Regions from separate parts of the Mus musculus genome. Here regions 2, 3, 4 and 5 are each linked to region 1. Evidence: chromatin contacts called from public HiChIP or PLAC-seq and promoter capture Hi-C data. All regions are on one chromosome and are shown on one strand. Each heading gives the region's core, a stretch centred on a gene start, on an enhancer-like site or on the middle of the called end of the contact. The rest is flanking DNA. Distances are from core to core; before and after follow the strand shown. Region 1 holds the start of Cbx4 (chromobox 4). Region 2 holds the start of Cep295nl (CEP295 N-terminal like). Region 3 overlaps Gm39485 (a long non-coding RNA gene). Region 4 overlaps Gm11767 (a long non-coding RNA gene). Region 5 holds the start of Usp36 (ubiquitin specific peptidase 36).

Region 1 (5,215 bases), core at 2,275-4,774:
CCTAGGTCTGCTGGGGACCTTTCTTAACTTCCTCAGTAACACTCCAGCTTCTGAGGAAGGGGTCCCCCCACGTGACACTGAGATGTAAACTTGCTCCTCCCTCCCTTCCCCCACCTGCTGCAACACTGTATCATGGTGTCCAGAAGATCGCTGCTTGGCCCTAACAGCACTGAGCACAGCTTTGGGCCTGTGGCTCTGCAGACAGCTTACTGGGTTTAGGAATTCAGGGAACAACAGGAGGTGCAAGCTGACCTTGGGACCCTTCCTGATCAGAAGCATGGATACTAACTACCTCATTAAGATTCAGAAAACAAGAGCCGAGGTTGAAAGGGAGGACTCCTTTTCTCAAACGGCCAGGCATCAAACGGAGGGACTGAGCCCTTGTTTACATAGCGGCAAATAAGCCAATTAGGGTTGGGGATGGGGACTGCCTCTGAAGCTAGCTAAGGTCTAGCCAGGTTCTCAGCCACCTGGTGAACCAGAAGTGGCACTACCCCACCCCCCAGCCAGTGGGTGGGGCGGCTGCCCGCAGCACCGCCTCCTCAGAGGAGCAAGATCCTTTCTACTCGGATTTCCAAATTAATAAAGTTCAAGGGTGGGGGTGCCTTGATCACCACCAGCAAACTTCGCTTGCTCTGGCCACCCAAAGAGCGACTGATTGGCCCTGCCCAGCCCTCCATGAGCCAGTCTCCCGAGGTTGTCAAATTCTGGATCGGAGACTCAGTCTCCAGCTACCCCCCACCCCCAAGCCCCTGAGCCAACCCGGAGGAGTTCTGCCATGCCCTGGGGCCGGGTTGGGGTCTGATTCCAAAGTTGCATGGCATTGCAACAGCCTGGATTATAATTCTTCGGGGACCCATTATGCAACATGGCATCAGCCGCTGACATGGTTACAGCGTGGAGAAGTCCCAGGTGAAGTCGGTGGGAGCAAGTTTCCTGCCCTACACCCCCGGTATTCTGAGGAAGCAACTTTAGCTCTCAGGGTCTAGAGTTTACAGTTTTAGTGGCAAACGCTCCACAGGAAATACTTCAAAATAAAAGAGGGATGGAAGGCTGGGGGTGGCGTGGCTCTGAGGACTCCTCCCCCTCCCCCACGCCCGCCCTCCCTCTACGAAACAGCGAACCACAGCCACCAGTGGTGAATCCAGCTGCAGCAGCTGCATCGTGGCAAGCATCTGTTTGCAGGAGGATGGGCACCCCACAACCACCAGGCAGCGCTCACTCATGCCCTCGGGCCAACCTTCCGCCGATCTGATAGAGCAATTTACCCCACAAAATACAGCAGCGAAGGTTGTGAGGCGCTCAGGCTCGGGACAGCATCTATTCACTGTCCCCCAGCCCCTCCTCCCGGAGGTTGGGGGCATAAGGCCTTGTCAACTTTTATCCGGTTGCCAAAAGGTTAAGTTCAGTTCCATGACGTTCGGGGCGGTTTCACAATGCCAGCTCCTTCAGAGCTGCCCCGCGAGGTGCCCGTGCCAAGCCAGCAGTGGCTGCAGAAAGCAACACCTAGGCTCTGGGGGTGGGGCTCCAAGGTTGCCAAGGGAGGGGGTCACGGAAATTCAGGTACAGTATTCCTAGGCAGATCCAGGGTCATCCCCACGTAGTCTTCCAGCAGTTTCCCAAAACACAAGCCTACCTTCCCCAGCCCTACCCTGCCCCCACTCCCAAGCTGCAGCAACCGCCAAGGACGTTGGTTAGAGAAGCCCAGGCCGCAGCCTTGCCCATCCGGATTTGTTGGGGGTGGGGCTCCTGCCTGCCCCCTCCCACCCCTTCCCCTTTTCCCACTGCTGCAAGCAGTCATCCATCCCCTATGGCCCACCTATGTATGGCCAGGGCAGCAGGCTGCTCACCTGTTCTGGAAGGCGATCAGCAGCCGGGGATCCAAGATGTTCTCCTCTGGTTCCCACGTGTTATATCTTGCAAGTGAAAAAGGAACGGGGCGGGGAGGGGGGGCAGAGTGTAAGAAAAAAAAAAGGCCAGGTTGGGAATGACATAAGGCCCTATGTGGCTTCCTGAATCAAAGGCTATGGATGTGGAGGGTAGACAGTAGGTTTCTTAAGGCTTAACATGGCCCTTGATTACCCCCCAAGTTAAAATACACACACAAGGGCAGGAGGAAAGGAGGGGGTGAAGAAAACGAAACTAGCAGTTTATTTTGCAGTCGTCAAGAATTTTAAGCATGTTACTGTGACGTGTTCCAAGGCCACTTTCCTCTCCAGAAACCCTCCGTGCAAAGCAGCCCAAAAGCAAAGTCGCAGTCCCCCTCCCTATCCCCAGCCCAAGTCTCCAGTAGGGCTTCAGCTGGTCTGCATTGGACCCCTAATCCGGTAACTCACAGCTCAGCGCCCCCCTCAAGGCCCAGGAGACCGCTGTCACTGGCAAGCAAACCCCAAATACTCAGCAGTACAAAAATATGCCTCTCTTTCCCTCTCCCTCTCCCTCTCCGAGTGTGTGTGTGTGTGTGTGTGTGTGTGTGTGTGTGCCTGCGCCTGTCTCCATCCGGTGCCTTCGCATTTCAAATTAAAAAAAAAATTCCCCATCGAAAGAGCTGCAGTGACAGTTCCCAACATTTTCTGTCTTTTTTCTTCCCTACCCTGCACCACCAGGAGGGAGGACGCATACAATTGCATTTTCGTCGCTTTTAAAAAAAATTTTTTTTTTTTTTTTTGGTTTTGCAATATGGAGCCGTTCGGTGGAGGGAAAGGGGAAAGGAGCCATTTTCTGCTGCACATCAGTCAGTGCCTGCGCCCTCCCTCCCTCCGCCGGCCTCCCGGGCTCGGCCCCGCGTCTCTCCAGCTCCTCCGGCTCCTTTTAGCGCATAAATTAGTGATGGCATTTCCCGGAGAGCGGAGCACAACACAGGGCGCCCGGCTCGGGCTCGGCTGCTCCGCTTCCCAGTGCCTGCCACCGACTTCCCCACCCCCTCCTCTCTCCACCCCACCTCCACCCCGCCTCCCGTCCGCTCCCCCACCACCCCACCAGCTCCACGGGTCTGCTGGCCAGGGCGCTTGGTGCCGAGGCACCCGGCCCCCGCCGCCACTTACTTGGGGGACCAGCCTCTCCATTTCACCAGATACTCCACTCTGCCCTGTAGGGGGGGAAGAGACAGCACTCCATCAGCTTCCGCGGGATCCCCGGCTCCGGCCCGCAGCCTCCCCACCCCCTCCGCGCCTCTCGCTCGCTGCTCCCGCCGCCGCTCCCGCGCCTCGGCGCCGCCACCCGCGCGCCACCCCTACCTTGCGTATCCGCTTCTTTTCGATGCTCTCCACCGCGAAGACGTGCTCGCCAACAGCTGGCAGCTCCATGGCCGAACCCGAGCGCTCAGGGGCGCAAGCGGCCGGCGCGGCTGCAGACACAGCTAGCTCCCGCCGGCGCCCCGATACGATCCTGCGCGTGGACCTCGCCACGCGCCCGGCCCCCGCCGCCGCCACTCGCCCCTCAACAGCCTGGCCGCCGCCGCCGCCGCCGCTGCCTGCACCCGCCGGCTCTCAGCTCGCGCTCGCTCGCTCGCTCGCTCGCTCAGACAACTGAGCCCGGGCCGCCGCGGCACGAGAACTCATGCAAATCCCGGACGTCAGCGGGCGGGGCCTCGCAGGGCCCAGCTCGGCGTCAGGAGGCGGGACGCGCCTCGGATTGGCGCAGCCCGGCCTACCCGAGGCCCCCGGTCTGGGCAGCAGGGAAGGAGGAGGGCGCGGGAGGAGGCTGGGGAGGAGGAGGGCGCGGGGAGGTGCAGGGGAGGGATCTGAGAGCCGGGAAAGTGAGCTGGGGCCGCGGAATAGAGGTGTCTCTGCCTAGGCGGCCAGGGTGGGCACCTCGACCGGGCCCACTCTGATCCGCAGCCGGACACTTGGGACTCTCCCGTCCCCACCCTCGGCCTCTGTTTCTGCTTGTGCAAGGCCCGGGGATCCCTGCTGGGGGCCACGGAAGCACCCGCTGCACTTTACAGTTGCTCCCAACTACATCTGTCCAGCAGAGCTCTGGAAGCACAGGGGACTTTCCGGCAGGGGGCGGAATGGAGGCGGGGGCAGTTCAGGACCCCACCCTCGGTGCCCACCGCCCCGCCCCGCCAGTCTCTGGGCATTTAGGCCGCGAGGTGGGGAGAGAAAGAGCCAGAAGACTGAGGACTTGGACAAGTGGAGGAGCACGGAGAGGCGAAGACAGGGACAAAGAAACAGCTGGCCACGGGGCATTTAGCACTCAAGAACCTCAGCAGAAAGGGGCTCTGAATCCGATGCCACCCAAGATTCTGAACGGCTTCTAATTTACACTTGGTTCACTCATTCGCGGGGAAGGGGCAGTTTCTAAGCAAGGCCTCTTGCTTAGTCTGAGATGCTGGGAGAAGAGAGAGAGAGAGAGAGAGAGAGCGAGAGAGAGAGAGGGGGAGAGAGAGAGAGAGAGAGAGAGAGAGAGAGAGAGAGAGAGAGAGAATGAATATGGGGGTGAATGAGTCTGGGGGGTCCAAGGGGACTTCGTGGGGCTTCATGGAAGAGCCTCAAAAGTAAGAGTGGGGAGGACCAAGTAGATGTTGAGGCGGAGGGTTGGTGGATGAGTGGACTGCGAGAAGGGGAGGGGAAATGGCCAAGGAGCCACAGTGTCTTCCTGAATTCCCGTCCTCTGGTCTCTGACAGCCAAGCCCTGCTGACGCGGCCTTTGGAGCCCTGGAGTGTGAAGTTTAGCACCTCGGAGCCGGCCAGCCCCGCACGTTCAGGGGTATTCAGCGCCAGCGTCCGGCTGGGGGAGCTGCTGCGCCAGACGCGGCCTTCCGAGGGCGCCACAGTGGGCCTGGGAGATCCGTGGGGTCGCAGTGGGTAGACTTGACAGAGAACATGCCATTCTAAGTGGGAGGGTAAGGGTGTGCCTTGCCTGTGGTGCGTCCGGGGCCCCAGCTCAGGGCTCCTGAAGAACGTGGAGCAGGAAGCTTGCGCAATCCCTTGGCTGAGCGTCCACAGAGACAGAAAAAGCGCAAAAGAGGAGAGTGGGTCGACGGAGGGGGAGGGCAAGGAGACGTCCGAGTCTCTGTCCCTGCTTTTATTGCGTCTCAGGGTGCCTGGTGAGGACTATGTTGTGATGACTTGCGAAGGGCCAGGTGCAGAAGTGAACCCCCAAAAGCCTGCCAGGGCTTGTGTTTTCCCAGGCATCCAGTAAAAGTCTTCAGACGGTTAGTTTGATGTTGCACACACACGCTGACTCCACGCACCTCCACTTTGCAACACTG
Region 2 (4,855 bases), core at 1,847-4,346, 740 kb before region 1:
GTTGCTGCCCAGCGCCTTAACTGTGGTGCCTGTGTGGATTCTTCATGAGGGTCCTCCACTCCCCTCCCTGGGACACCCACAATAGGAGATCTTCTACAGCCTATATACTCAGGACTCAGACACTAACATCCAGAGATACTTACAGATTAGTGGCATCAACTAGAGACAGCATTTCTATACAGCTCAGCCTTACAGTCTCATGCATGCAGCCTGACACTGCTATAACTCCTGAGAGGGCCTGGCACAGAGCATACACAGTTCGCCCGTTACACAACACTGCTCTGGGTTTTCTTTAGTTCTTTGGTACAACATAGGGCATCCTCAAGGGTTCTTAAGATATACAGGACAGGTTCCTCTTAAACTAAGTGACACATTAATCTAATGTGGACTTAGTAAGTCAGCTTTGTATAGCCGGCTGCAACCTCCCTGCTAGCTAGAACTGTCCCCTTCCTCTGATAGCAACCTGTCCCTCTAGCTGCTGTGGCCTGGCATCATACAAATAAACAGCTAGCAATGAAATCTGTCAGAAAAGCAAACAGGAGTACAGGAGTCAGCGGGCCTGGCCCATGTCAGGGACCCAAGCTTTTGACTCCAAGTTCGCTCATCCTAAAACACAACACCCATAGGGCACTGGTGACCCACAAGACAGACAGAAAATCAGCTGCAAGTCTCCAGCTTGGGCGGCTCTTGTGTGGTTTCTGTTGATATTGGGTCTCACTGTAGGCTAGCCTACGACTTGCGATCCTCCTCCTTCGGCCTCGTCAGTGCTAGGATTACAGGCCTTGTGCCACCAGTCCCGGATCACAAAGATTTTCTTTCAACAGCTTGTATCCCCGGTCAAACCTGACAGGACAGAATGCAAAAGGAAGACAAGCAAATCTCACCCATTCCATCAGTCAGAGTATGGGGGCTTGGGAGACCCAAGCACTGTTTGTGGCTGGGAGCCACACGGCCACTCAGAGCCCCAGGGTGATTTCTGTCCACAGTCTGAGAAGAATCTAATCCTCTGCTGGACAGCCCAGACATCCCGGGCTCAGACATAAAGAGAGGCATTTCGGTGATGTGGCTGCTGGGCCCTCAGTCTCCACAGACTGTCTCCACAGTCAGGGTGTCTCAGCAGCATATGATATGGCCTCTGTCACTGAGAACAGCACCTGGCTTGAAGGGAGCTCAGGCCAATGTTGAAGGTAAAGACAACATTAAGGTCCAGGAAGCTGATGGGCAGACTGGGGTCTGTGATGTCAAAGGGATGAGAAGTGTCTGTGACAAGGTCACGGGATAATCATTTTCAAGGCACAATGAGGGGCTGAGCAAGTGGCTCAGTCAGCAAAGCTCTTACTGTGTGAGCAAGAGGACCTGAGTGCAGATCTCCCATGCAAAATACTTGAGCTCAGCAGCTCATGCCCGTGACCCCACTATAGGGGAGGCAGAGACTGGGGGAGCCCTAGTGCTCACTGGCCAGGCAGGGTATCCAAGTTGGTGAGCTCCAGGTTCAGTGAGAGATCCTGTCTCGATATATACGGAAGCAAGGAAGACACCTGATGTGGGCCTCTGGTGTCACAAAGCCCAACCAACAAATCGAAAGTGTGACAGCCAAGCCCAGTAGCACATGCCTTTAGTCCCAGCACTCAGGAGGCAGAGGCAGCGAGAGTTTTGAGTTCGAGGCCAGCCTGGTCTACAGAGTGAGTTCTAGGACAGCCAGGGCTACACAAAGAAACCCTTTTGGGGGCGGGGCAAGGCGGGGCGGGGCGCAGGGGAGCACATTTAAGTGTTGAAATGGCTAGGAATATACCAGATAATAAGAAATGTATAGATGCTTGAGTAACAACAGCCAGACTAAATGTCAGCAGAGCAAGGGAGAGTCGGACATGCAAAGAGTTTCTTCCCAGATGGTTCTGAGAAAGGAGAGAAGAGGCCAGGAATGCTAGCAAGATCTCAGGACAATGACAAAAGGCAGAAACCTCTGCAGGGCTGGAGGATCTGGGAGGAGGGCAGGTGGTACACTGTGCGCCCAGAGAGAGGTGGTGATCAATGCTATCTCAGCCCCTCATCTGTGAAGTGAGTGACAGCAGTTTCTCCCATCGCTGTGAGGACCACCCAGATGCTCGGCCAGTTATGTGGGGAGAGGGTGGTACTTACGGTATGCGTCTCCAGATGACTGAGCCAGGCCAATGAGGACACATTACAGGGAGGCAAAGGCTGGCCGGGTGAAAGGAGGCACTTTCTATGGAGCTGTCTTAAAATCATTGGGTAGGCAATGAGACACCCATCACTGGAGGCATCCAAGCCAAGCCCAGGTGAAATAAACATCAGAGATGTTTCTAACCCCATTTCTCTATACTCTACGACACAGTACGCGGCCTCATGGCCCGTTTCTGGCCCCTCCTCCCTCAGCTAAGTTCCAGAGAAAGGTCATTCCTAAAGGCGCTGGGCTGCGTTTTTGTTTTTTGTTTTTTTTGAAGTGGTGTCAGAATCTCTCCTGGGGAAGGCGTGGCAAAGTATGTCTTAGCCAAGCTCACAGCCCCTTTCTCACCCAGATTCTGGGGGTGGGGCTACACGCGGACATCTGACCATTCCCCCATGCTCTACCAGGAGAGCAGGGCAGCCAGTTGAGGGGGTGAGGAACAAGCTCAGATCCCCGCAGACAGACCTTGTGGTAAGCTGCCCTCTGACCTCAGGGTTCAGGCATCCACCAATCAAGAGGGGCACTTGTGGCTGATGCAGGTGGGGCCTTACTAAATATAGGGGTGGTGTTCACCACCTTTCCAAGTCCCTAGCCAGCTCAGGGGCACCCAGCTGCCATTCTTAATGTCATGACACCTCCCACTCCTCAGAGCATCTTGTCTTCCCACCCCCAGCCCCCCGCTGTCAGCACCTATTCTTGCTGGTAAGACGGACTTTTAAATCTGCATCAGGTCACGTGGCCTGGTCACACGTTCTCCCCCAACAGCCGGCACAAAAGACCCCCCCTCCCAGCGGAGAAGGGGCAGACACCGCAATCTTGTCCTAAGGTGGTCCAAGTGGGGTTTCAGGGGTCACTGACCCAGGTTAGGTGGAATTACCACTCCCCACCTCTGCCAGCAGCCCTGTCTGCCCTGTCTGGTTAACCAAGGGAGGCTGTTGCCATGGGAACAGCAGAGCTGTGGTGCTGTGACATCACCTCAGGGGTGAGGTCAGATACAGAGACAGGCCAGCCAGAGGACAAGTTTCCAGGTGAGAAAAGCAATCAGAGATTTGTCTCAAGTGGCAGGGACTGTGAGCTTTTTGAAAGCAGTCTGTTTGAAGAGGTGTTGATGAGCAATGTAGAAAGCCTCAGTTCACAGCCACAGCCTGGAGGAGTGCTCCCTCCCCTCAGACTGGCAGCATCACGACCTCCTCAGGCTGTGCTCTCCCACCCCAGCTGTCAGAACATTAAGAGGACAAACATACGTAAAGATCTCAAGGACAGGCGCTTCCCATCCCTCTTCGTGCAGAGACAGCAGCTGGCTGGACTCGGGCAGAGGGTATGGGCTACTTCCCAACAGCTCTGAGAAGCTGACTGAGGCAGGAGAAGAAAGAATCCTAGCTCCGGCTCCTCGTTCATTCTTAAACCTCCTTAGACCTCAAAGCTAGACATCCTTGACTGTGCTGGAGCATCCTCTAAAAGTAAGACCACTGAGGGTTTACTTTGGGGAAGGTGGCTTCGTAAAGAGTCAAGCTTAAAGTTCCTCCTATCGAGGAAAAGTAAAGGGCAGGGCAGGCCGAGCTGTGGAGAACGCAAGATGAGAGGAGCTGAACCTGGAACCAAAGGCTGTGGCCGGATGGAATGAGCCCCTGGAAAAGCCACTGCCCACTGACTTGGACCAGCATATGCGTTATCCCCACACGAGGAACTTTCTCCACGAAAGCCGCCTCTGTTTTTCCGGTCCCCTTTCTCACACTCTTGTGATGGTTTATTTTCTGTGTCAACTTGACTGAACCGGGGAATACTCAGCTGGTTAATGAACTAAGGGACACCCAGCGAGCTGGTAAATGTGGAGGTGTTTCTGCATGGGATTAACTTTGAATCATACTGCTTGGGCTACGGGTGTCCAAGCTTGGGGATCCAGACGATGTCGGGTGTGAATGAATATCTGTTGTCTCCAGCCATCTGGGCTCCTCCTGGTCCCTTGTCCTTTGCTCTCTAGAGACTATCCACCCCCACTCACAGATGAAATCACACCACTGCTTTCTGGTCTGCAGATACCAGTGTGGGCTCTTTCAAACTGTGGGAGCCCCATTCCCACTCCAAAGCCCGGGCCTTCTCTCTGTTGATTCTGTTTCTCTGGAGAACTCACAAACAGAGCCCTGGGGTTGATCTTTCTGTCTCTTTCATCTTCTTCTTCCTGGTCTTACATCAAACCTTCAGCAAGAGAAAAGTCCCTGGAGAGAGGCTTCTAGAATATGCTGGCACTTTTGCCAGGTGGCTCTTTCAGCCTGCCCCAGCAGGCTCAGTGCTCTCGGTTTCCATGATTGTTCTCACTGGGTCTGTTCTGGAATGAAGGTGATGCTGCCACCCCTGGCCCTGGCCTTCTTGGCTCTCCTGACACCTCCCTTGCTGTTCCCAGAGACCCCAAGCTCTATATTAATCCAACCAGCAAGCTGGAGAGGTGCTGGCTCAGTCTGAGAAAGTGCTTGCTGAGTTGGCATGAGGACCTAAGTTTGACCTTCAGCATCAAACTGGGGTGGGTTGGGGGTTTGGAGGCTCATGCTTGCAATCCCTGGGCTGAGACGGTTCAGACAAGAAGTGAATCTCATGGGAGTCACTGGACAGCCAACCCTGCCTAACCAATGAGCCCCCGGGTCTTACACACACACACACACACACACACACACA
Region 3 (4,944 bases), core at 7-2,506, 820 kb after region 1:
TTGTGCCAACGAGGCCTGCAAAGGTGAGCTGCCTTTCGTCTCTTTCCTGCTTTCCAACCCTAGATGGAAGCTGGCCCAGAGAAGCTGGCACAGTCACAAGAGTGACATGAAGGAGGAAAGTGACTCCTGTGTCTGCCAGTTCTTGCTCCCTGGTAAAGGTTGGGAACATCTCAGTGCCAGCAACACACAGGGATCACACTTACACTCCAGCTATCCCAACACCACCTCCCTGATCGATCACTCACTCTCTTGTATCCCCCACTGCAGACTGCCTGTGAGTGGCTCGGCACTGTGTCAGCCCCGCTGCTACCTGGTGTTGCAAAGCTGAAAGCCACGGAAGAGATCCAAGTTAGATTCCCTATAAGAAACTTTCTGGAAATGGGAAAGGAATAGTTCTTGTCACTGTTTTAGGCTGGCCTTCTTTCACTCAGTAGAAGGCTGGCTCAAGGGGAGACAGTGCACAGGCCTTCTCACACCCCACCTGCGGACCCATAGGCAGTCTTCATCCTTTTGCACATCCACCTATTACCCACCTGCAACCTGCCTTGTGGGCAGCTTGCACCTCACCCCTCAGTGCACATTGATTGACAGCTGTGCCCCTTCTTGATAACTAGGTCAGCAGGCCTGCATCTATGGCCTCTGTGTGTTCTCAGGGCTGCTGCAGAAGATGCTGTGCAGAGACCCAGGGATGGGACTCCCCAGCCTCCGTTCCTCCAACCCTTCGGTGATTTTGAGACATGTGGTTCTCAGCACTAAATATCCTTTAGGTGAAATATCCAAGCCAGTAAGGATGCCTCGGTTGGCTCAGTCTAGTTCCAGAAACAGCCTCACACAGAACCCAGCACTGGTTACCCAACGCACCAAAGGCTCTGTGCAGTGTGGATTGAGTTGTTTCCCCCAGAACTCACGCTGATGACCGGAGAGGTGGTTTACACCTGGCTCCTCTAACAGAGAGAGGTGTACCCAGTGGTGGCTCATGACCATCTTTAACTCCAGTTCCAGAAACCAATACCCTATCCTGGTTTTGTGGACACCAGGCACGTGTGTGTGTCACCCCCAACAAAAAGCCTCATGTTGCTGTTTTGGCCTCAGAATGTGTCCTTCTTTGGAACAGGGCCGTTGTAGGTACAGTTGGGTTGAGGCAAGCCTTAATCCAAAGTGATGATTCTTTATAAAGAGGATTTGGACACAGACAGTGGGAGATGCAGTGTGAAGGTGGAAGCAGAGATCGGGTGATGTTCTGCCAGCCAAGCAGCCGAGGGAGGATCACAACATGTCGCCTTCAGAAGCCAGGGAAAGCCTGGTGTGGCCTCCCACAGAGCTTGTAGAGAAATCTGCCCTCTTTATTCCTCTGACTCTTTCAACGATTTTGGTGCTTCTGACCCCAGGGCTCTGTGACAGGACAGATGCTTCCAACCCTGCCTGGTTAAACCCTGGTCACTGCCCGGAATAGTCTTTCTGGAAAGCAGAGTCAGGCAACCAAGGAACAGGCTCAGAGCTGCACCAGGGGAGAGCTTGGGGCTGTGGGGTAGGATGCTGGTGTCTGCCAGCACCAGGAAGATTGCATTTTTAGAATGGCATACAAGGGATTTTAAATTCTCAGTTCAAGGCAGAGTGAGAAAACCAGGAAACACATGGGGCTGCTAGAAGAGGTAACCAAGTTTCCTGTGGCCGGGCTGCTGTGCCTGCAGATCACAAGCAAGCTGTACCCTGCAGGGTGCAGGATTACAGGGCAAACTGAATTCTCAGCCTCTGCAGGTCATCTGTGCAGGAGCTGGAGCAGAAAACCAACGGGAAAGCATCAGGGCAAAGAGACTGAGGGGCTGAGCCTGGCCCCATCACTCCTGAACCCCCAAACCCCTCGGCACAGACACCGTGCTTGCAGGCCATACCTGTGACGGCATCACCCTCAGACCTGACAGAAATGAGAACCAGCTAAGTCCTGTCACAAACATCAGACACACACTCGAGGTTTTGCTTTCTGGCTGGATATCAAGGAGATGGACTCAGGCCACAGAAGCATAGCCCTGGCTCTCTGCATTTGTGCAGCTGGCACACACCCCGAGCCCTGAGCTCCAGCACTGGCTTGCCTATATGTGAAAAGTCCGGGCAGTTTGCTTGTCGAGGTCTGTGCTACAGTGTTTCCACTGAGATGTGTTAGTTCCTTAGCATAACACAAAGGAAAAAACAAACAGGTTGGAAGGGGAGTTCTCTGGAAGAGAGGTGCACTAAAGTCAAGCCCCAGGAGGAAGCCGCTCCGTACCTTGCTTCTCTCCCCAGGGAGCAACTATATTTGTGCCTTTTGCATCTTTAAAACAAAACCTATCAGGACCAACGTAAAGCAGGAGAGGCTGGCGTAGGCTAACTGTTTCGGGAGGCTCTGGCCACAGCAGCAGGAGTGGGAGGCAGAGGGATGGACCATAGAGATATCAGAACCATTAACCCCCAAAGGTCGGTCACTAGTGACCTACTTTTTGCCACCAAGAAGGGAATGCGTGTTCAAACAGTTGAGCCTCCTGGGGCCATGCGTATGACATCATGGCAGCTCACCTTTCCCAAAGGACGCCAGAAGCTTGTCTGTGAGGAACCTTGTAGACCAGAGACGAAGGTGGGAGATGTTGTCATCCAAGTGGGTTCCTGATTCCTCAGGGACCTGGGGTAGGCAGGGTGGGTTCAGTTGCAGGAAAGATGTTAAGCTTTGAGCAGCAGGCAGGACAAACGGGACTGGGCGGGCTCTGCTCACTGTGAATGATTAAGTGCAGAGGGTGATCTTTTTTTTTTTTTAAAAGCCAGCTGGGGCCAACGGGCCAGACACAAAGTATCTCAAGGGCAGGCTTGGGAGATGACCCAGAGGTGAAGCACATGTCCTGCAAGCCTGACCACCTGAATCCAGATCCCCTAAACCCATGTAAAAGCCAGCACAGGAGGCATCGCTAATCCCAGCACCCCAAAGAGAGATGGGCGGAACCAACAGGAAGACTTCTAGAAGCCCAGGAGCAGCTAGCCTGGTGGGCGTAACAAGCAGAAGATGCTGCCTCAAACAAGGTGAAGGAAAGACGACCCAAGGTTGTCCTCTGACCTCTACATGTACATAGTGGCACTTGATGAAAACACACACACACACTCACCTCACAGTTGGGTTGTGTGGTACTTGTCAGGAGGCTCACTCCTGCCCTGCTGACCTCAGCTGTGGTGGCACACCTGGTCAGAGCTGGCACACACCACCATAAGTTCCAGATTCCTTGCTTGTCTTGTGACGGAGATAAAATGGCTGTCAGAGGCAATCTAAAGAAGGATTTCCTGTGGTGAGGCAGAGCAGCCTCATGGCAGCAGGAGCTGAAGAAGGGGAGCCTGCTCACACAATAGTGGATAGTAAGCCAAGATGGAGGACTAGACCAGGTGTAACCTTCAAAGGCAGTCACCAGCACCCTTCCTCCAACCTAGCTCCACTTTCTAAAGTTCCCACACCCTCCCCAAATTGCACAGCTAGGGAGTATTGTGGGGGACACTTCACATGCAAACCATAACTAGTCCTGACTGGCTTCTTTTCCAGGCTATGTGGCCCCTTTTGGCCTGATGACTGAGTTTCAAGAACAAGCATACAGAGGTCCCAGAAAGGAACTTGTCAGCGTCTGTAACCTGGACACATGGTGGTCCTAATAATTCACTTACTCCCTCCTGAGTCAGCTTTGTATAGCTGGGCTCTGGAAAAACTTCGGGTGAGTGCAAGGTTGAGCTCCGTCAGCAGAGGGCGCTGGAACTGCAGGAAGCCCTGGAGGCAGAAGGGGGCTTCCTCTATGTCTCTTTCCGCCTGAGGGAGGGGGGTCAGAATTTCACTCCCTAGCCCCAGACCTCCTTTTGGGGCCCAGCACCCTCTTTTCTCTAGCACTGCAGTTCCCAGTGGACTCTTTTTACAGATCCTCAGCCTTTTTTGCAGAGTGTTGTTTCTGAGTCTTGTGTCCGGCCAGCACCTCTCCCCGGGTAGTCCTGCAGCTATCCTTCAGCCACACGCTTGGCTCCCCGTGGGGGCACAGCGTTCTCCCAGGCACTCAGCAGCTTCCCAAGGTCTCTTTCTTGGCACTTGCTGCTTATGTGTTCCTTGAGTTCCTGCACGCACACGCTTTGGTGGTTGCAGGTCTCTGGCCCTAGTGTCACAGTTTTCTGCACAGGTGACCAGTACAGCTTCTGGCTCTTTCTGAGACGGTGCATGAGTGTCAGCACAGAAGCAGTTCTACGAGACTGCAGTACAGTCCGACCTTGGCGGTGGGCTTGATTATGCTACTGGGCTTCTTGCTGCGGGATGCTGATGACATGTGGGCGTTGCCTAAGGAAGCTGCTTCCCACTGGCTGGTGATGATAAAGGGCCACTTAACATGGAGTCCAAATAGCTGCAGCAGGGTGACCATAGCAGAGGACCCATCACTGCACTGGGGCATTCACAGCAGTCACCAGGTCCTCAGCTGTAAGAAGGACAGTACTCCTTGACCTCTCTGAGGGGTCACTCCTGTCTCACAGCTATAGGACCAACACCACAGCGGTCAGAGCCTTTGCTCTGATGCATACAAGGTGACTGATGACTCAACTTGTACCTGGCCACAGAATTCCTTCCCATAGGTTAGGATCCTGGTTTGGGGTGTAACACAGTGGTAGAGCACTTGCCTAACACAGAGACCCTGGGTCCTGTCCCTAGCACCGGAGGACGTTGATGGAAAGACAGGAACCCTGAACTCTGGAGAGGACTGGACTTATGACATTGGACCTCCCAAATCACATGACCCCTCTCCAACCAGAGGGGCTTGGCCAAGAGAGCTGGAGACCCATGTTAGGGATCTTTTTATGACCCTGCATGTGGCAGGTTCAGAGGAGTCCGCCTTGAGGACCTCCATGGCCACCTTTTGTTGACATGAGGCCTATAGTTAAATCCTAGGGGTCAGGCACATGTGA
Region 4 (5,209 bases), core at 683-3,182, 850 kb after region 1:
GGCCTTCTAAAACCATAAGTTCAATAATAACCACCCATTATATAATAAATTATATGTAATATATAATTAAATTATATGAAATAGATGGTGATTTAGACAGGGTCTCACTATGAAGCCCTGACTGTTCTGTTAACTCTACACTATATAGACTCAGAAGGACGGACTTGCCTCTGCTTCCCAAGTGCTGGGATTAAAGATGTGTGCCGCTACAACTGGCACAAAAGCTTTTCTTTCCTTAATGCTGCCTCGGGGTAATGGCATTTTATCAAAGGGATAGAAAAGTAACCAAGACACCCTGGCTTTAAAAAAAAAAAAAAAAGAACAAGAACAAGAAAAAAGTTAAGCACAGGAAACTGACTTCACTTCCACATCAGATGGAGTCACTTAAGGAAAATCAATGCTCTGAGAACGATCAAAGCACACAAAGGTGTAAGCATCGTCTCTACAAAAGCAGCAGAGAGCAGCGGAAGCAACAGCGATGGCCGGCAGGGTTAGGATTCCAGAGGGGCGGACAGCAGAGAGCAGGGCTGACCATCTGCAGCTGGCACTTGCCAAGTTTTGTCACACTGGGTTTAATGACAAGCCTAAGGTTTGAGAGGCATTTGACAAGAGTGGGGACTAGGCTGAACATGGTGACACACACCTTTAATCCGAGCGCTGTGGGGTGGGGAGGGTGGGCAAAGGCGACCGGATCCCTGTGGTTTTGAGGACAGCCTGGACTATAAATCAGATCCTGTCTCAAAACCGAAGAAGACACACAAGAGTGGCAACCGGAGGACCAGCCTGTGCTTCAAGGTTGCCGAGCTTCCCTTCCCAGTGGTGGGAGGTGGTAAAGAGCTGGCAGCAACTGTGGAGAACAGAGCAGAGCAGAGGGCCGGGGGTTTCCAGAGCAGGAGACACAGGCAGGGGTTCTCAGTGTGTCCACAGCTGGAAGCCTGGAGGATGGGTCCTAGAAACAGAAGCCAACCAGGGGCAGCTGAAGCAAATCCCGCCACCCCTCCAGTCAGTTCAGTGCCTCAGGCTTGGTGTGAGGTGGCCAGCGGCTTCCTGCGGGGGTGGGGGGGTGGGGGAAGCTAGAGCATCAATGTCCCTATTGAAAAGAATGCTCTGGGAGTTGTGGCCTGCGTGTCTGAACTCTGCAGTGACAGGAAGAAGTGTGCACAGGCATGGCCGGACTCTAAGTCAATTTCACTTACAGGGCCCGGGGAGCTGGCTCAGCGTGCAAAGTGAGCCCTATTCCCAGCCCCAAGTGTGATCCCAGCATTCAAGAGGCAGAGGTAGGAGGACCAGATCAAGGTCATCCTTGACTCTGTAGTGATTATGAGGCCAGCCTGGGCTGTCTCAAAAACAAACAGGGACTGGAGAGATGGCTCAGCAGTTAAGAGCACATGTTGCTCTTGCAGAGGACCCAGGTTCAGTTCCCAGGACCCCGTGTGTCTAGAGAATCTAATGCCCTTTTCTGACCTCTGAGGGCACCAGGCACTCTTGTGGTGCACACACATACATGCAAGGGAAATACTCCTATACATAAATTGAACATTTTAAAGACAGTAAAAAACCAAAACTTTATTTGCAAAGCCCTGCAGTGGCCAACAAGTGATAGTGTGTGGGGGGCCTCTGACCTGGCACCACCAGAATCTAACCCATGACATCAGCCCTGGAAGTGTGTGCGGGTGACAGCAGGCACAGACCTGGAACCCATTTGCATCACATTTCTGCTTAAAGAAAGGAAACAGCAGAGAAAAATGGCCGAAGTGGTGATGGAGACTCAGCTGAGGCCAAACTGTGGCAAACTTAAGGCTGCAAGCCCAGCTGGTGAGGAGCCAGAGCCCACAGATGGTGACTCAGACCGTCGCCTAGGAATGAAGCTGCTGTTGTGGCCCAATGTGGCCAGAGGCCCTGGGATCTCACTGCTGCTGGAACTGGGAGGGATGGTGGAAACTCCCTTGGCCCAGCCTGAGCTAGCCACAGGCATTTCCTCCCCTCTAAGTGCCTGCCAGGGGCTCAAAGCCTAGAGCCAATGAGTTCTTGGGAATGACTACCTGAGCCACAACCCTGCAGGAAAGGCACTTCTCGAGGATGCTGGCCCTGCACCCTGCTGCCAGCCCCACGCCCTGTTACTCAGCCTCTGACTGCCACCACCCTTGCTTTTGTGACAAGTGCTTAGAATTAGTTTATACTGTCCTCATTTCAGCTCGAGATCTCAGGGACATTTGACAAGATGAGAGCGGAGACTCTACTGGGCATGGTGGTGCTCATTTTTCATTCCAGCACTGGAGACAGGGATGGGTGGATCTCTGAATTCGAAGCCAGCCTGGTCTACATAGCAAGTTCCAGGATAGCCAGGGCTACACAGAGACCAGGTCTCAAACACACACACAACTTTCTGCTGGGCCAGTGGTGGGAGGCCTTGAGTCTGACTGGGACTCCAATGGTAGGAGGGAATGAACTTGGGCAAGCTGCCCTCTGACCTCACTAGTGTGGGAGTCCCCCAAGGCAGGACAGCCTAAGATCCCTTGCTTACAGGGACAATGACGTGTGGGAGGCTCTGTGCAGGATGTGGTGAGAGCAGCAACCCCAGGTTAGCAAGGGCTACGGAGGGAGGGTGGTAGTGGGGTATGAAGGTGCTGGTCCTCAGAGCAGAGCAGCGCAGAGCAGAGCAGGGTTAGCTTCTGTGGCTCTTCAACAAGCCCGTTCTTGCCAGGTACAGCAGGCATAGTTGCTACCTATGGGAAGGAGGTGTGTACTACCCCATCATCAGGCCTGTAACTGGGGACACCCACCCTGCCCAGGGTCACTGTTCCCCTTCCAGCACCCTGTGAGTGAGGCTCAGCTACTCCACCCCTCAGTCCTGGGGTGCTGTCAGCTGCAGGGAATGGCCCTGTCCGTGCCTGGGCTCTCACAGGTGTCTGTAAGGAGCAGGTGGGGACTTTCCCTCACCTCACTCATGTGTCTGTGTCAGTGGGCATCTGTCATGCTTCATCAAGAGTGAAGATTGCGAGCTGTGGCCAGGTGCAAGCCGGTTGTCTCCGGGCACCCACAATCTCCTTCCCACATAGCTCTCTGGGGTAGAGGCTGTGGCTCTTTTTTAAAAAGAGAAGACTCTTGGCCAGTTCCAAGAGGTCAGCAGGGACGTATATATGTATAATCAAAGCAGAATGGACCTAGTGGGTTATTATGTGTGTGCATATGTTTATGTACACATTAAATATGTAACAATGGTGATTAAAGGTCATGAATGTGGGGGGAGGAGTTGAGTTGGAAGGAGCAAGAATTAGGGGTCATGTATGTTCAGTGTTCATGTATGTATGTGTTAGGAGTCATGTATGTTTAGTGTTCACGTGTGAAGTTCTCAATGGAATAAAATCAGTCGTCATCATCATCATCATCGTCATGGACAACAGAGACCCAGGAAGGAAGGGGCTGACAGACTCCTCATCAGCCACCAGGGAAACCAGAACTAAACTCAGCAGCTGTCACATGCTCACCAGGCTGGCTATGGTTGAAATTAACAGGGGGAAAGGCGTGTTGAGGAGGAGCTAGGGAAGCTGGCAGCCTCCTGGATCCCTAAAGAGAGTGTAAGATGGCAGCCAGCTCCTTGCAAGTTCAGTTCTGGGCTGAGCATGTGGCTCAGCGAGACAGTGTTTGTCTCCGCCTCACAGCAAACTTTCAAGCCCAGAACTCCCGCTCCTAGCAACGGGAGGATGAAGAAGTTCAACCACACCGTAAGTTTGAGGCCAGTTTGGGCTACATGAGAGCCTCTTAAAAAAAAAAAAAAAAAACAAGAGGAACAAACCAATCCAACAAAATCCAAAACAGCAACAACAAAACACCCAGGGGAAAAAGAAAAAAAAAGACTTTGAAGTTGGTAGGCAGATGTCGCTGGGTGCTATGAAGACATCATGAAGCAGTATTTCCCAGGAGCACGGGCCTTATAGATGCACGAGCTGCCCCTATGTCCCCTCTCCAGGCAGCTACCGGCTTCCTCTGTCTCCTCTACCTGAAGGGAGGAGTTTTCCCTTTCCTCGGGAGACAGGGCATGCTATTGCTGCATTTCTCCCTTCCTAGGTACAGCCTGGTCTCACAAACCACACAACCCTGCACTCCCCTGCTGGCCCTTCGCCTCCTGCTGTGCGCACCTCTACTTCTGCCAGCCACCCTCACCTGTCCAGTGGCAGGGCTTCTTTCTTGGATGTGCCACCAGGGGGCAGTGAAGGGAACCCTCAGAAAGATGAAGCCAGACTCAGGCAAGGGTCCCAGAAGTGGCAGTCTATTGTAAGAGCCAAGGCCTGAGGGGGGCCTAGGAAAAGGCAGCCAAGCTGGACCCCCAGGAGCCAGGCGCTGGACCTCCCGGGTTAACAGCAGCAGTGGATGCAGTGCCCCGACCTGTCTGAGGAAACTGCCGGGTACCACCGCTTAATCCCAGTGTCCTGGAACTGTCCTGCCTAAGTGTCTGAGCATGGGGTTTTCTCCTTAGGATGTCTTGGAGCCCAGGAAGGCAGGAAAAACACCAGAGTCCCACACCAGCAGCTCCAAGGCTCAGAAAGCCAACTCCTCAGGCTGTGCACAAAGAATTTCGTTAGCTCCTGCAGAAAAACAAAAAAGACAAAAAACAAAACAAACAAAACCCCCCTGCAGCTTGGGGTGAGAGTCGACAGCAGAACCGAGGTGCTTGGCATCTCCGGGGTTCTGCCAGCAGTGGTTGGAGTGACATTTGGAAAGGTTGTACAGCCGACCTTTGGTTGGATAGGGGGTGAAATGTCTCGCATATTCTTTTAGAGTCATGGTTTCCAGGCAGGGACGGGGGCTAGGGTGGGGGACAGATAGTTTCCTACACTACTCTACAAACATCTCTGTCTCTCAACCTTGAGAGAAGTGAGCCTGCTGGAGAAATGACATTCCCAACTTAGCACTCCACCAGTTTTCCTCACAGTCATCTTCCTGTCTGACCAGACGTGCCAGGCTCACTGTCCCGGCTCTTCTTCACGCTCTCCATGTTAGAAAGGCCCTGCCTGGCAGGCCTTGCAGGTGGCTCTGGGTGGAAGCGGCACCCTTCCTTTTCTCTGCCTGGTGGGGAAGAGGCAGAGGCTGGTGTGGGAATCTGGCCAGTGCCTTAGGCAGTCCTGCTGCTTCCTTCCAGGTGCAGGCATTCCTCCTGGAACTGGCTCTACCTCAGCTCTTGACCAGTTCCCTCAAAATCATTCCTCAC
Region 5 (5,303 bases), core at 2,175-4,674, 800 kb before region 1:
TTCTCACGTAGCTGCTGTGAACATTGACCTTGCACTTGGCCACTGTTTCTTCCAGGCAGTTCATATAGAGACTGTCTCTCTCAGCTGGGGGCACGGCTACTCAATGCTGCCTTACTCCCTGCACCTGAGAGGCTGCTGCAAATTCCAGGCCAGCCTGGGCTACAGAGTATAACCACAACTCAATCAAACATACACAAAAACCACACACAGCACACACAGACCCAGATCTAGATAGACACACACCCAGTCAGTCTCTCTTTCAACTTGAGTGAAGATATCGAGAAGAAAGGCTAAGTGGGCAGCAGGGACTTAGGCTTCAAGGTTGTAGGCCTGTGCCCCCCCCCCCGCCCCCTTTAAGCTACAGCTTCAGGGACATAGCTGGGAAGGTGGCTATAGCGATTGACCCGTCAGCCAGGATGCCTGCAGGCCCTAACAGAAGCACAGTTTCCCAGGACAACAGCACAGAAACTGTAACAAAGAGATGCTCCCTCATCACTTAACAGCCACACCTGCATCCCCATCCTGTCCACCTCCCAACTCTCAACCCATCTGGCTACCGTTACCTGTTTGAGTCACAGTTAGAAAAATACATTTCCTGAAACTGCTGGCTTACATCAGACAAATGATATCCACAACCCTGACTATCCAAGAATCAGGTACACAGGTAGCTGAGATTTCTCTACCCCAAAATAAACAAAAACAAAGAAATTAAGCACCAGTCCCCTGACCCAAGAATGGCAAAGCCTTCTGTGATGGGGACTTATCAAGACTTTTACTCACAGAACAGTCATTGCCAGAGTCTGGTCCCTGGAAAAAAATAAAGAGACAAGGATACCTCCGGGCTTACCTGGGGTGCCCGTGCCTGGCTGCTGCTTCTCTCTGCAGCAGGTAAGGGAACCAGGTTCTCAAGGGAGGAACGGAACTGACCGGGAAGGCGCTCCCCTGGACTTCAGCCTGCTCGGTCACCAACACCGCCAAGTGTAGAGTCCAGAACAGGCCAGCACCTGGAGGGTGAAGAACGAGACTGTCACCTGTGAGTGGCTTCTCCCGCTGTCTCTTTAGTGGCTTTCTTGTGTGAACTGTGACCTTGTGCCAGGAAAAAAACCAGGTTATCATCAAGGTTAAAGGTAGCAAGGCACAGAGATGCTTGCCTCTAATCCCAACATTCAAGAAGCTGCGACAGGAGGATCAAGCATTCAAGGCCAGCCTGGGCTCTGTAGTGAGACTTTGTCTTTAAAAACAAAAAAATCCCTCTTCATGCTGAATTCACAATGAGTCCAGAGGACACAGTGCTCACAGATCACTGTAGTTATGACGTGAACACACCACCCTCTGTTCTACATCACAATCCTCACACTATACACAAACACACACACACACACACACACACACACACATACATACACACAGGGCAACTTCAATCTGAATAACATGTCCAAAGTTACAAGTGGAGAAGAATAGGTAAAAACCTCAAACTTTTTCCCCCCTTTCATTAACCAGGAAGGTGTTTTTTGTTTGTTTTTTTTTTTTAAATATGTGAAATCCTAATTTTCTAACTATAAACATTTTCTTCAATTCCCACCACCGTCAACTTGGCCCCATAAAGGTTTTTTTTTTTCTTTTTCTTTTTCTTTTTTGGTTTTTCGAGACAGGGTTTCTCTGTGTAGCCCTGGCTGTCCTGGAACTCAGAAGTCCGCCTGCCTCTTCCTCCCGAGTGCTGGGATTAAAGGTGTGCACCACCACTCCCGGCTGGCCCCATCACTCCCGGCTGGCCCCAAAAAGTTAAGTGTTTTCCGTCCATTCAAACACACACAGATGCAAAGGATGGTACAATCAGCACAATGCCACCATCAAGGGCTTAAGACAACTGCCTGACCAATCTTGGTTCACCTCTTCATTCCCAGGTTGCCTTGCAGAATGCCTCAGAACTCCATCTAACCAACGCCCCCACCCCCAACAGAATGCAGATGGGAGGTGGCCTGGCTTCTGAAAATCCCCACCACACAAACATCATTTTCAAAACCACACATGCCTCCCTACGGGGAGGTGAGAACTTTGTCCTGGCCCAACATGGTTCAGGGATGAGCAAATGGGAACACTAACCCAAAGGCATTTGCCACAAGGGCCTTAGGACCAAGGCAGGCTACTCAGCCAAGATCATTTTTGAAGCTATAGCAGGAAAAAAGTGTCTATCATTCTACCTGGAAGATACGGCTATGTGATGTAGGAGCGAGAAAAATGTTCGTGTAGTTCCCAGCAAACCCTCTAACATGCACACGCAGCACGTGTGACTCTCAGGCCAACCGGGATGCTTCCTCGACCCAGGTCTCTCAAGGACTAGGATACTCTGCACGCCCAATTTACATATCTAATTCGGAACTCAAGCCTGGCTCCTCCCTTCTGACAGATGTCATTTAAACAAAGCATTTCCTTCAGCTCTTTAAGCTGTTTTCCAAGAAATACTCAAGTCAGATTCTCAGGGTCACTTACATGCTGGCGAAGACAGAGCTGGGGCCTCCAAGGCATCCCACCGCAGAGCATTCCAAGTCAGGGAACAGTTGAACTACATGCTCTTTGGCATCCTCAGGCATCCAAGGTGCCTCCCTGTCTTAGGATGCTATTCCACCATCTCCATCACCAAGGGTCACGCCACAGACGCAGGCAGGCTCGCGCGCGCACACACAATCACACACCATAAGCAATGGGCATTTTGGTTAGAATGCTATCCTGCTATTACATTTCGGTGTGGATCCGTGTTAAGGATCTGACCCTGCCCTAGTCTATAAAATGGACTACAGCTATACCTCCACCCTAAGATTTCCAGCTCCGGGAACCTTCAAAGGAAAACCCGCTCTGAGAGAACAACCGCGATCCCAGCGACCTCACGTTCCAGAAGCTCCCTGGGATGAAGACTGATGCAATTCCCTGGCTACGCTAGGGTTTACAGGCACCCCTCACATCACCTGTCCCTTCCTCGGAGTCCCTGGCATCCCTTGTTCCTCCAAGTCCCTCGCACCCCAACCTTCTCCAGTGTTGCCCTACGCCCCTCTCACGCCCTGTCCTTCCCGGCGATCCCTGTCCCTTGCGTCCGATGTTCTTTCTGCGTTCCCCGGTGCCCTCGCCGGCCACGCACGCACCTGTCAGCCTTCGCTGGAGTCCCCAAAACCCGCGGGTAGAACGCGCACCCTCCTCGTCCCAAGCCCCGCGGAAGCTCCTGCGCTCCGCCGCGCCCGACCTCGACCTCCTAGGCCTCTCGGGAACCCGCGGAAGGCCCGCGCAGCACCAGCGTCCGATCCGGGCCGGGCCAGCATGCGCACCATCCGGGCCTCCAGAGCCTCACACACGTGTCACCACGACGTTTAAAGGAGCCGCACTGCAATGTGCTCCCTGAGTCCGCGTGAAGGGCACGTTCGCCTTAAGAGGCGGAGCTAACGGCGACTTGTCTCCCTGGACCCTCCCTTCTCTGCTATTCGCGACGCACACGTCACCCCTCCGCCCCGCAGGCCTGCCAGTCTACGCGATGACGCAAGCGCGTAGAGCTAAAAGCTCCGGAAGCGTCCCGGAGTCCAGAGACCCTGCTGCGGCTTGGCGTGGTTCCCGCGGTGTACGCGAGTGGCGTCACTTCCGCTTGCGTGCCTGACATTGCCAGTGCGCAGGCCCAGTGTGCTGCGGCGAGGAGCTCAGGGCTCACGTTCAGTGCAAGCCACCGAGGCTTTGAAGATTCACCGTTCGTTAGTTCTTACCTGCAGGCGTCCTTTTGAAAAAAAACAAAAAAACAAAAAAAACCCTAGCAAGCCGGGCATGGAATGAGGCCCTGGGTTCCATCCATCACTGCATGAAACAGGCGCTGTGGCACAAGAAAGCAGTTTCTGCAACTCTGAGGAGTGGAGGGGGTGGGGGATGATCAGAACTTAAACGTCATCTCTGGGATCCTTGAGATGCTGGCTATAGCCACTCCACCGCTTAACTTAAGTGGCCAAGGCTGGAGGATCATTGGAGAATGTCTTCTGGACCACGTAGCAGAACCTTGTCTTTAAAAAAGGGGGTGGGAGTGGGGGCTGATGGGGTAGTAATGGCAAAGACCAAATCCTGTTAGCCTATACCAATGTCCCTTTTAGAGCTAGAAAGATGGCTCAGAGGTTAAGATGGCTTGTCGTTCTTTCCAAGGACTTCCCAGCACCCATACAGTGGTGGTTCAAAATCTCATGTAACTCTACATGTGGCAGACACATATGACCTAAATTAGAAAAAAAAAGTTCTCTTAGTTTTAAAAAGATTTTGAATTACATACGTATAGGGGAAGAATATCTGAGTGTAGGTGCCTGTGGAGGCCACTGGTGTCTCATCCTCTCTTAGAACTGGAATTACAGGCAGCTCTAAGTTGTGAGCTCCCAGTGTGAGGGCTGGGAACCAAACTCTGGTACTCTGTAAGAGAAGTAGGGGCTATTAACTATTGAGTTCCAGTCCCAGAATCCTCCCTCTTTATTTAGACCGACTTCTTTGTTCTCTGACCACTCTTTGTGTCTGGCTGGAGCTGGCTCTATAAACCCACTGTTCTAGGCTGGCTACAATGAATTACTGCTTTTGCTGTCCCGAGCCTGATACAGTTCCTGGGAAATTCACTGTTTTAGCACGCTTCCTGTGTGGGAGCTGGCACCTGGCATAAGACCTAGGTTTTTAATCCAGATGTTGTTCTAATTAGCCTGTTACTTTGCAAATTTCTCTTACTTGGAGGCTTGATCTGTGGGGACAAAAAAATAAAATAAAATTCAGAGTCAGTAGCTCAGTTGGCAGGTAATAAATTTAGTCCCCAGGCTGGGCGATAGTGGCACACACCTTTAATCCCACTCAGGAGGCAGAGGCAGGCAGATCTCTAAATTCAAGGCCAGCCTGGTCTACAGAGTGAGTTCCAGAGAGCCAAGGATACACAGAGAAGCCCTGTCTCAAAATAAATAAATAAATAAATAAATAAATAAATGCAATCCCCAGATGCCCCCCAACCCCCTAGTGCAGTGGTGTTATAGAAATGTAATCCCTTCTCAGTGAGAAATCACTCTGCACACTTCGAGATCTGTAAAGAACATACTTTTACATGCAACTGGATGTGGCCAATGCCCAGGGAAGAGCCAGCCTCAAACAGAAGAAGGTCTTATTAACTCATAGACAAGGTAGGCTTGTGCATTGTGCATACTTGACACTTGTAAATCTCTTTTAGGTCCAGATCCCAGATTACATATTGAATAATTTAAATAGAGATGGAAAACTTAACTCTGACCATTTGGGCAGATGGCAGATTCATTCAG

Evidence for each region. Promoter capture Hi-C pulls out the DNA fragments that hold promoters and counts their contacts. HiChIP or PLAC-seq counts read pairs in DNA pulled down with a chosen protein or histone mark.
Region 2: a contact with region 1 is called in an HNF4G HiChIP or PLAC-seq map of pancreatic cancer cells. The contact joins the promoter of Cep295nl here to the promoter of Cbx4 in region 1. A contact is called at or near these places in 1 of 484 Hi-C or Micro-C datasets (embryonic stem cells) and 3 of 115 datasets of contacts at active chromatin or transcription factors (embryonic stem cells, memory CD8 T cells and pancreatic cancer cells).
Region 3: a promoter capture Hi-C map of hippocampal neurons shows a contact between it and region 1, with 3 times the contacts expected there. The contact joins the enhancer-like site here to the promoter of Cbx4 in region 1. A contact is called at or near these places in 3 of 39 promoter capture datasets (hippocampal neurons, liver and pre-B cells) and 2 of 115 datasets of contacts at active chromatin or transcription factors (forebrain and large pre-B cells).
Region 4: an HNF4G HiChIP or PLAC-seq map of pancreatic cancer cells shows a contact between it and region 1. The contact joins the enhancer-like site here to the promoter of Cbx4 in region 1. A contact is called at or near these places in 2 of 484 Hi-C or Micro-C datasets (embryonic stem cells and regulatory T cells), 5 of 115 datasets of contacts at active chromatin or transcription factors (astrocytes, double positive thymocytes, large pre-B cells and 2 more) and 1 of 9 other capture datasets (adipose tissue).
Region 5: a FOXA1 HiChIP or PLAC-seq map of pancreatic cancer cells shows a contact between it and region 1. The contact joins the promoter of Usp36 here to the promoter of Cbx4 in region 1. A contact is called at or near these places in 1 of 39 promoter capture datasets (hippocampal neurons), 1 of 484 Hi-C or Micro-C datasets (embryonic stem cells) and 2 of 115 datasets of contacts at active chromatin or transcription factors (embryonic stem cells and pancreatic cancer cells).

The regions. Positions count from the first base shown.
Region 1 is chr11:119,082,713-119,087,927 of GRCm38.p6, forward strand. It overlaps Cbx4 (chromobox 4), which reads right to left and starts at 3,525. Exons shown (of 5, transcript NM_007625.2): 1 at 3,237-3,525; 2 at 3,045-3,088; 3 at 1,851-1,916. The coding sequence starts at 3,305.
Region 2 is chr11:118,339,438-118,344,292 of GRCm38.p6, forward strand. It overlaps Cep295nl (CEP295 N-terminal like), which reads right to left and starts at 3,097. Exons shown (of 3, transcript NM_021440.2): 1 at 2,876-3,097; 2 at 2,140-2,236. The region is part of intron 1 of Timp2 (tissue inhibitor of metalloproteinase 2); the gene reads right to left.
Region 3 is chr11:119,905,890-119,910,833 of GRCm38.p6, forward strand. It overlaps Gm39485 (a long non-coding RNA gene), which reads right to left. Exons shown (of 3, transcript XR_003949830.1): 2 at 3,129-4,944; 3 at 807-2,653. Among named protein-coding and RNA genes, the nearest start is that of Chmp6, 5.4 kb to the right of the region's middle. Within about 2 kb of position 1,257, at least 11 of the 459 cell types and tissues checked have an H3K27ac peak or open chromatin away from gene starts, as enhancers often do. A contact at or near this core is called in hippocampal neurons, where this site is marked.
Region 4 is chr11:119,931,464-119,936,672 of GRCm38.p6, forward strand. Gm11767 (a long non-coding RNA gene) reads right to left here. Exons shown (of 5, transcript XR_001780400.2): 4 at 4,165-5,209; 5 at 1,547-2,726. Among named protein-coding and RNA genes, the nearest start is that of Baiap2, 9.0 kb to the right of the region's middle. Within about 2 kb of position 1,933, at least 142 of the 459 cell types and tissues checked have an H3K27ac peak or open chromatin away from gene starts, as enhancers often do. A contact at or near this core is called in adipose tissue, astrocytes, memory CD8 T cells and 2 more, where this site is marked.
Region 5 is chr11:118,286,820-118,292,122 of GRCm38.p6, forward strand. It overlaps Usp36 (ubiquitin specific peptidase 36), which reads right to left and starts at 3,425. Exons shown (of 21, transcript NM_001033528.1): 1 at 3,138-3,425; 2 at 848-947.